2 separate regions of the Danio rerio genome follow, and region 2 is linked to region 1. The links are chromatin contacts, called in public Hi-C maps. All regions are on one chromosome and are shown on one strand. Each heading gives the region's core, a stretch centred on a gene start, on an enhancer-like site or on the middle of the called end of the contact. The rest is flanking DNA. Distances are from core to core; before and after follow the strand shown. Region 1 holds the start of lgals2a (lectin, galactoside-binding, soluble, 2a). Region 2 has its middle 9.1 kb from the start of grap2a.

What was found. A called contact is a pair of places that touch in the nucleus more often than the background predicts.
Region 2: a Hi-C map of skeletal muscle shows a contact between it and region 1, with 2.8 times the contacts expected there. The contact joins the enhancer-like site here to the promoter of lgals2a in region 1. A contact is called at or near these places in 4 of 18 Hi-C or Micro-C datasets (caudal fin, embryo, hematopoietic stem cells and 1 more) and 1 of 4 datasets of contacts at active chromatin or transcription factors (caudal fin).

The regions. Positions count from the first base shown.
Region 1 is chr3:27,697,583-27,702,210 of GRCz12tu, reverse strand. It overlaps lgals2a (lectin, galactoside-binding, soluble, 2a), which reads right to left and starts at 2,741. Exons shown (of 4, transcript NM_212894.2): 1 at 2,654-2,741. The coding sequence starts at 2,659.
Region 2 is chr3:28,181,619-28,186,246 of GRCz12tu, reverse strand. No RefSeq gene overlaps it. Among named protein-coding and RNA genes, the nearest start is that of grap2a, 9.1 kb to the left of the region's middle. Within about 2 kb of position 2,351, at least 8 of the 62 cell types and tissues checked have an H3K27ac peak or open chromatin away from gene starts, as enhancers often do. A contact at or near this core is called in skeletal muscle, where this site is marked.

The DNA of each region.
Region 1 (4,628 bases), core at 1,492-3,991:
GACCGCTGCTGCTTACAAAATAATATGTGTATTTATTTTTCAATCTTGAGCTCCTGAAAGCAGCAGGACTGTGGGTGCACGATCACTGCTCTTTGTCCAGTCTATTTGAAAGGAAACCGATCGGACCAGTTGCGCTTCCTCTAGGCACGGTTGTTCGCGCAAGTAAACGGGAGCGCGCGCGATTTTTCGGAATTTACTTTCTTTTTTGCTGTTTTTCTCGCGCGAACACAGTTATTTTTGTCAGTCGTGCTGCAACTCAATTCTATGATCACATTTGCCCGATTAATATTGGGCCACCCTTATTGTCGAACCCTGCTTTTAAGAAAACTACAATTGAAAAATGATTTCTAACCAGCCAAAGTGGCTAGATGTCTGTCTAACCCGCCAGAGCTGAAATCTACCCGCATTTGGTGGGTTGATGTAAAGCCCTGTATATTATATATATATGTATATATATATATAATAAATGGCAAGTGTTGATGTTGTTTCTTGACTAAAGACCCAATTGACAAAGAGCAATTCCAATCTTTTTGTCTCATTCAATGTCCTTTTCAACAACAAAAAAAATTGCAATTGCATTTTTAAAGTTTTGAAAATAATCTTTGCTGTCTCTGTGTAAGGTAGGAAGATGTGATTTTGAAATAATTTGACAACCAAAACAACAATAGTGACTACAGGACTGTATGTGCATGTGCGTCTTTAAGAAGTGACATCACCACCTATACTGGCCTCCCATGCATAAAACAGCACTTCCAGAAAAGGGGACATTTTTTCCATATATGTCATTGTCGAAACTTAAGAACACGAAAAGAAAACATGTCTTTAAGTAAATAATTTTAAGTTAACATTCAATACAACTCTAAGATTTTAAAACTAAAATATTGATTACTAGGCTTCCTTAGACAACTGCAAAGTTTGTTTATTAACTTTACTTATCCACCAAATGCAGATAAGAAGTTACTGTATCTTATGATAATTCAGTCAGTAAATCAATGGACAAGCCATCTCTGAGAGAGCTGGTCATTGTTTAGAAGCCAAGTTTGAACAACAGCTGCCAAAATCAAACCTTATACTGTATACAAGACCTCTGTGACTCACAGCTGCCATGGAAAAGATTTATATAGCTGTTTAATGATGACAGAGAAGATGCAGACTGCAGCTGGCTGAACAGTAAAGAGAAAGAAAATGATCAGACAGAGAGATAGGAAGTGAAAAGTTTCTGAATAAGAATGTGAAAGCACAGATGTGTAGCAAAAGTGAATTCTTTCCACATTAGTCTTTGTACATTTTTGCAGAAGAAGCCCCTGCAGAATGACCCCTCCTATTCCTTCCTTAATATTCTGTTTAGCTGCAAAAGGGAAGAGGGACAGTGATGCTCAGGCTTTCAGTTCAGCATTGTGAGAAATCACTGAGTCATGCTGCTTTCTCTGAGCTAAGCTAAAGGCCTTTTTTCAATGCACCCAGACCATAGCTGGGCTTGAATTGGGCAGTCTTACTTCATTATTAGTAACGGCAGAAGACTGAACAGCAAAGTTAACGTCTGTCCTAAATTGAGCATGATTCACTTTTATTATTTGATTATGATGCAATTCTCAATAAACACATCAGCCAACTGATTTGAAATATAATTACATTTACGGCGAGAAACCAGCAGCCATTTCAGGGTCACAAGATCCTTTTGAAATCATCCTAATATGCTGATCTGATTTCTTACCACACAGTAAGAAACAGTTTCACAGTTCATGGCTTAATATATTTTAAAATATTTTTGAGGAGACACACTGTTTTCCATTCCACCATTTGTTCATGTACTTAACTTTTGCAAAAAAAAAAAGTTTTTCTGTAACTTGTGTTCTATTTCAAGCATCCTTGTGAAAGAAAATTACTAACTATTTTTACTTAATCTTGATGACCTCAAATTATAGCAAACTATATTCGGGATACTATATTTATATATATATATATATATATATATATATATATATATATATATATATATATATATATATATATACAACAAGGCCAAAGACATTAAAACTAAATTTTAAAAGAGGAAAGTGCTCAACTTTTTTACGAACCTCCCTTGTCCAAAGGGCTTTTCTAGTCACATGATGTCACACTCACACTATTATTCAAACCTTAATTTAATCAAAAAAATTGCTTTACTATATTATTTTTAAGGTTATTAACGTTTGAAATTAAACTCATTTTGCACTGCATTCATAAATAACTTATAAAGTAAATTATATATATATATATATATATATATATATATATATATATATATATATATATATATATATATATATATATATATATATATATGAACACCAGTACATCATTATGATGAAATTTGATTAAGTTTTAGAAATAACCACACATAACAGTAAGTGTATTAAAGTTATGAGGGGTCACACCCATGAACAATGCACGTGGCTACAATATCTATAAGAAATAGCAAACAGACAAGACAACAGACTGTACAGCATCAACAAGCATAAGGACTTCGGATGCTTGGAGTAGGCAACATACTATATATTAGTAGAATTTAGACGAAACATTATGCCATATGCTCTCTTAATCATAAACAAATCTCATTCAGTCCATTTGACATAAAACTTAACAATAATATATCGACTTGTAATATACTCACGGCCATTTTGACGTCTTTTGAGACCTATTGTGAAGTGAAACGAAGAGTCAGGGAGAAAGTTGCGCAGTGCGAGGGCTTCTTATGCCCACTGTGTTCAGCTCTTCAGATGAGCGATCTTTGCTTCAGCCAATTAGATTTTTGTGTCTGTCCCACCTCGACCAATCGCAAGAAAAGGCATGCAGAGTTACTGTATGGGTCTATTTCTAGGCATACCCTTGTAATGCGCTATAAATACACCTAACTAATTAAAACTGAACGAATTTAAGCACTGTGAATGTTGGTGTACATTGCGAGAGACGACAATTGATGTAATTATACGCTTGTAAAGAATAACAAATGTACTTATAAGGCTTTATTAAAATATTTGGCTTCGGTCTACAATGTGATTGAACGCGTATTGCAGTTGACAGGCTTATGAAGAGAAGAAAAATGTCACAGGTTGTAAAACATACTGATCATATAATAAGTAGGAGTTGGTATTCTAGACTACAACAATAGTATTATTATGATTTTATTAGTGTATTACATTGGCATCATTGATCATAACATGTTACAAGGGCCAACACTAACAGTAAGCTTTCTTTCACAGAACAAACAGTACAACAGCAGAAACAGCACAGAAACACCAACAGTGAGAGACAGACAACAACAGAGAACAGACAGAGACAGAGAAAATCTGCCATCAATTAGTTTTATAAAATGAAAAGAGAAAAATATATTTAGCTTTTTTTTTTTTTTTTTTTATAAATTCTTCATGGTATTTCCCAAAAATGATATTCTTTCATTTGTTCTCATTTTAAAAATACACTGTATATGTTATGATAAAATGTCAAATAAAATTGAAATTTAGGCTTTTCTGCACACAATCACTCAACATTGCTGCACATTTCTGCAACTATCACCAATACTCCACAACTACAGTATCACCATCACTCAGATTAGGTCCCCACCCCACCTCTTAGACCAGAATTTCACCCTTGTTCATGTCAAATAAATATGTGCTGCTCACATGCCACTTATGCGTTGTGTTGTACTGAGAAACGCCCCTGCCGTAAAATACACCCCTTTCATAGACTTTCATTAGAACTGTCAGTCTTCTGTAAGGTAAAGATTAACTGTGTTATTAAAAAGATTGTATCAATTTCAGCTATGCATATTTCAGAGGGGGTGCATTTTATGCAGGGGTAACAGTCTTTTATGTAGGCCACAGGTGTCAGCCTGCAGTGAGTTTTGCAAGTCTAAAGTTTAAACAATATGATGATCTATTTTTGACTAATGACTCCTTATAGATTATTATTTATTTTATTTTATTTAAATATTTTTTGCATGAAGCAGAAAGGAAGGATGAGGTCAGGGAGTTTAGACCATTCATTCATTTTCTTTTCTGCTAGTCCCTTTATTAATCTGGGGTTGCCACAGTGGAATGAATCGCAAACTTATCCATCATACGTTTTATGCAGCGGATGCCCTTTTAGCTACAGCCCATCCCTGGGAAACATCCATACACTCTCATTCACACACATACTGTAGGAGCCATTTGGCAACTTTTCATTGTTCCACTAAGTGGTGCTCTTTAAACAGGCTTTATAAGTGGGAACGAATATTCAGGTAACAGGTGATGCTAGACGGAGGGGAGCACATTTTTGACCACACACTCTCACACACAGAGCCACACACACTCACACACAAACAATCGCACACACATATGCACACACGTTCATTTACGCTTTAGCGTGACGATTTGTTTTGTTGGCTTGTAAGTCACGATATGTGGCAGTGTTTGATGTTTACGAACGAAAACTTACCTGGAAGGAAACTTGTGAACTATTGGAGTGTGCAACTGCAATAAACCTAAATATCTATGGAAACAAGTAGGCCTATACTGTTCATTGCATTTACAGTTCATCAGCCAAGAGTGCCTGTCTAACAACATGTCAGGGACTTCAAGCAAAAGGCTTAGCCTCTACACATACAC
Region 2 (4,628 bases), core at 1,102-3,601, 480 kb before region 1:
ACTATAATCTCCTGAAGCACTTAGTATGACAAAACCAGATATAATTTTAAGTTGTTTGATGGGTTTGTAGAAAAAAAATCTAAATAAAAGTTTAATGCAAAGTATTAATATGGTCATGTGAAAAAGATAGGACATCCTTCCATATCAGGACATAAAAATTATCTAATGTATTCAATTCAATTCATCATTATTTCTATAGTGGTTTTACAATGTGTCAAAGCAGATGGACATAGAAGTTCTAGTAAATTGAAACTGTCAGTCTACTTTTCAGAGTTGAAGTTGAGTTTAGTTCAGTGTGCTTAATTTCACTGCTGAAAGTCCAAATACTGAAGAGCAAATCCATTGATGCACAGCTCCACTAGTCCCAAACCAAGCAGGCCAATGTAAACAGTGGCGAGGAACAAACTTCACCAATTGACAAAAGTAAAAAAAAAAAAAAAAAAACCTCGGGAGAAACCAGGCTCAGTTGGGCATGACCATTTCTCCTCTGTTTAAAAATGAAGGAAATCAGTGGATGTCCATCTTGGGGAACTGCAGGTGTGAGTAAGTAACCGGAGGGTGTTCAGGCTGGCCCATGAGATCAGTGCGGAGACTCTTCTGTCACTGTGGTCTTTCAGGAATCAGTTCATGCTCTCAGCTCCTCTATGCCCATCACAGCATCAGCTCAGGATATGGCCTGGTCCAGGATTTTGGATACCTTAGCATAATTTCTTCACAGGTCTCGGATTACATCGACGGCTCTGCATAACCTCTAGAGGCCTCTGAATGAGCATCCCCAGGTGAAAAAGGAGAATTTAAAAAAATATTAGCATAGATGCTGTTCACAGTGTATTTAAATGAGATGCAAAAATGAAGTGTTAAAAATTAAATTAGTAGTTACTTAAACAGACACAAAAACAAAAAGCATATGAAGCACAGGGTGTTTCCTAACAAATTGTCAGGTGTATTAAGACAGGAAGAGTTTGTCCTACAGGTGGTTTGTCAAGCCCACTCACCTGTGTGGAGCACACTCATGTAATTATAAAAAACATACATACACACACACACACACACACACACACACACACACACACACACACACACACACACACACACACACACACACACACACACACACACACACACACACACACACACACACACACACACACACACACACACAGTACACATACATAAAATAATAATTCACAATTGGTCATTATTAATAATAATTGACAAATAAAATAGTCAAGAGACAAAGAACAGAAACTTGAAAAAGAGATAAGATTGAGAAAAAATAGAACAGGTAATTATAATGACAAACATTTTGGATTAAATACAGTAAAAATATTATGCTCTGCAAATTGTACATGTAGCATTTACTGTGTGTATACAGAGAAAGATTCAGTTAGGTCATTCAAGCTGGTGTAGCCGAAGATCTCTCAGATTGGTTGAATTTTATACACAGCATAATGAGTAATTTAGTTTATTCTGCACGAATTCGACAATTAAACAGATATATTAAAAATCTGTTCAATTAAGCCAAACAGATGTGTTCAAAAACGTGTATATTACAAAAAACAGATCTGTCCGTAAAGATTTATCATTAAACATTCGCCCTTAAAAAAAAAAAAAAAAGGAATATTTTTTTTTACTTCCTTAACCCAAATGTTGCACTCTATTGATTTGATTGTTGTCATTTGAAATTACTGCAATCTCGTGTAAACGACATGCTACGGGGAGGGGAAGTTGTTCCGATAAAAGATATGAGGTGACATATTTGTTAATCAGATTCATCTGTGCAGAAGCGCAATACTGAAGATATTTGACATTTTAACACAAGGGGAGAAACAAATGTATATATAGAAACTCTGCTTTCAGTTTTAAAGGGAAAGATTATCCAAAAATGAAAATATCATGTCATTATTTAACCCTTCACTTGTTCCAATCCAGTTTGAGGTTATACATTTGTTGAACACAAGCAAATGGATTTGAATAGCTATCTTTTCCCTAACATTCTTCAAAACTTCCTGTTTTGTGGTCAACATAAGAAAGAAACTGATAAAAAGAACTATTGATTGTGAGTAGTTTTTTTTTTTGATGATCTTCACTTTTGGGTGAACTATAACTTAAACTTTACCTTTTATGTTTTCATCACAGATATCGATAAAACCGACGATTTATAACAAATCCATCACCAAACAAATTTAACATATTTAAGAAGCATGCTTAAAGCATGTTAAGTAGTTAATTTCCAAAAGTCATCAACAAAACTGAGGTCACATTCTTGCTGAGAGGAAATGCAGTGGGTTAGTTACCATGACACTATTGCCACATCTGTGTCTTGAGCAAGACAGCATGCAACAGAAGGAAGAGCGAGATGGAGAGAAAACGTAATGGTTATAGCTGAACTGGCAGAACGCCACTTCATATCGCTCGTAATCAGTTGTGTGCCTTTGTGGTGACCTCAGTAGCCCACACTCAGGCTGGCACAGAGCATGCTCAATCTCAATTCATCACTCCAGGTAGAATTGATCGCCACAAGCCACCAGGTTAATGTATGGTCTGTAAGCTCAGAGAGGCTTTCCTATACAACTGGCTCTGGTCCAGCTAGGCCAAACAAACACACACACACACACACACACACACGCACACATACAAACACACACTGATTGTCAAGTGCTTAGCAGAGAGATAAATAACAGACAGGACCTTTTATCATGACATGAGGATCCACAGAAGGTATGCGAGATGGAATGCTGGAAATGTGTGATGGAATTCAGTGCATTTGGTTAATTATTTTACATGTTTTTTTTTTTTTTTATCTTCTTCTGTCATGCAGGCTCAAACTAATTTCACTATGATCTTTTTTTTTACTTTTGGAGGAAGAAGTGGACACAAAACACAGCAAAACTGCATTAAGACAAAAGGGGTTATTTAAAAGGATAGTTTATTTAAAATTGTTGAGAATTCTTCCATTATTTGCTCACCCTCCACTTGTTCGAAACATTGTGTAAGTTTTTTACTTCTGCAAAAAAAAAAAAAAAGGAAAAGAAGATATTTTGAAGAATGCTAGAAACTGGTGGCGATGCAGTTGCGCAGAAGTAGTGCTGTCGCCTCACAGCAAGAAGGTTGTTCTCTCTGTGTTTGCGTGGGTTTCCTCTGTGTGCTCGGTTTTCCCCCACAGTCCAAAGACATGTGGTAAAGGTGAATTGGGTAAGCTAAATTGTCCATAGTGTATGAGTGGATGTTTCCCAGAGATGGGCTGCGGCTGGAAGGCTATCCGCTGTGTAAAAACGTGCTGGATAAGTTGGCGGTTTAGTATTAGTATTGCTTATGTTTTGTGTTTGTTTCTCAAAAATATCTTTGGTGTCATTTTTTTGAGTAAACTATCCTTTTAACCAACATAACATATTTTTGTAATCAACAAAATAATGAAAACGATGATGGTTTGAGCTTCTGAATGAATTTTGAGTAAAATATTCTATTCAATAATGCACTGTAAAACCCAACAGTCAACTTAATCAAATGAAATGAGTGTAGTTAACTCAAAATTTTCTGAAAGTTATTTCTGCTAATTTAAAAAGAGTTTTGAACTCAGTGTTGAAGGTAATAAGTTTATTAAATTCCTCATTGCTTCAACTTAAATTGAGTAAGTTCACAGTACTCATTAGGATTTTTTTTTAAGCAATGGGTTTCCTAATAATTAACTGCCTTAACATAGGATTTTACAGAACTCAGTTGGTTTTTTGTATTTATTTGGTTTTACTCTCATCAAATTGCCATTTTACTTAAATAGATTTAAGTGCACAGTACTCATTAGGATTAGTTTTTTTAACTTAAATGGTTTGTTGCAATCAGTTTCCTCAAATGGTTTTAGTTACCTTAACTTGTAGGGTTTTACCAGAAATATTGTATGCACACTGCTTATTGAAAATCCAATAAAAACAGTAATATGTTAAATATCTGTACAATAAAATAAATAATTGTTAAAAAATTTAAACAGTTTTTAGTTTTATAAATAATTTGTTTATGCTGATTTGGTCTGAAACAATATTAACTTCTACCCACTTTTTGAAAACTGTGAAAAATATCTAATATTTATATTTACATTACCTGACAAAAGTCTGGTCAATCCAAGTTTTAGGAACAGCAAATAATAAATTGACTTCTAGTTGATCATTTGGTATCAGAAGTGGCTTACATGAGAGGCAAAGCCCTCTAGATTATATGGATTTTCCCATAATGAAATATGATCATGCCTTAATTTTTAATTATTTTATTTGGACAGTAAAGTCTGACTTTGCTTAGTCTAAAGTCCTGTCACTTAACAGAAATAATGTACAGTTTAGAATATAAAGTCATGCTGCAGTGGGAAAAAGATTTATTATTGTGTTTGACTCACATGAGCTTGGAGGACTGCATCCATACCTCTCTCTGCAATGACTCAAATCACTTATTAATAAAGTCATCTGGAATAGCAAAGAAAGCATTCTTGCAGGACTCCCAAAGTTCATCAAGATTCTTTAGATTCATTTTCAATGCCTTCTCCTTCATCTTACCCCAGACATGCTCAATAATGTTCATGTCCAATAGATCTTCTGCAGTATTTTAATGATCGGTATGAAGTTAAACAAATGATTCATCTT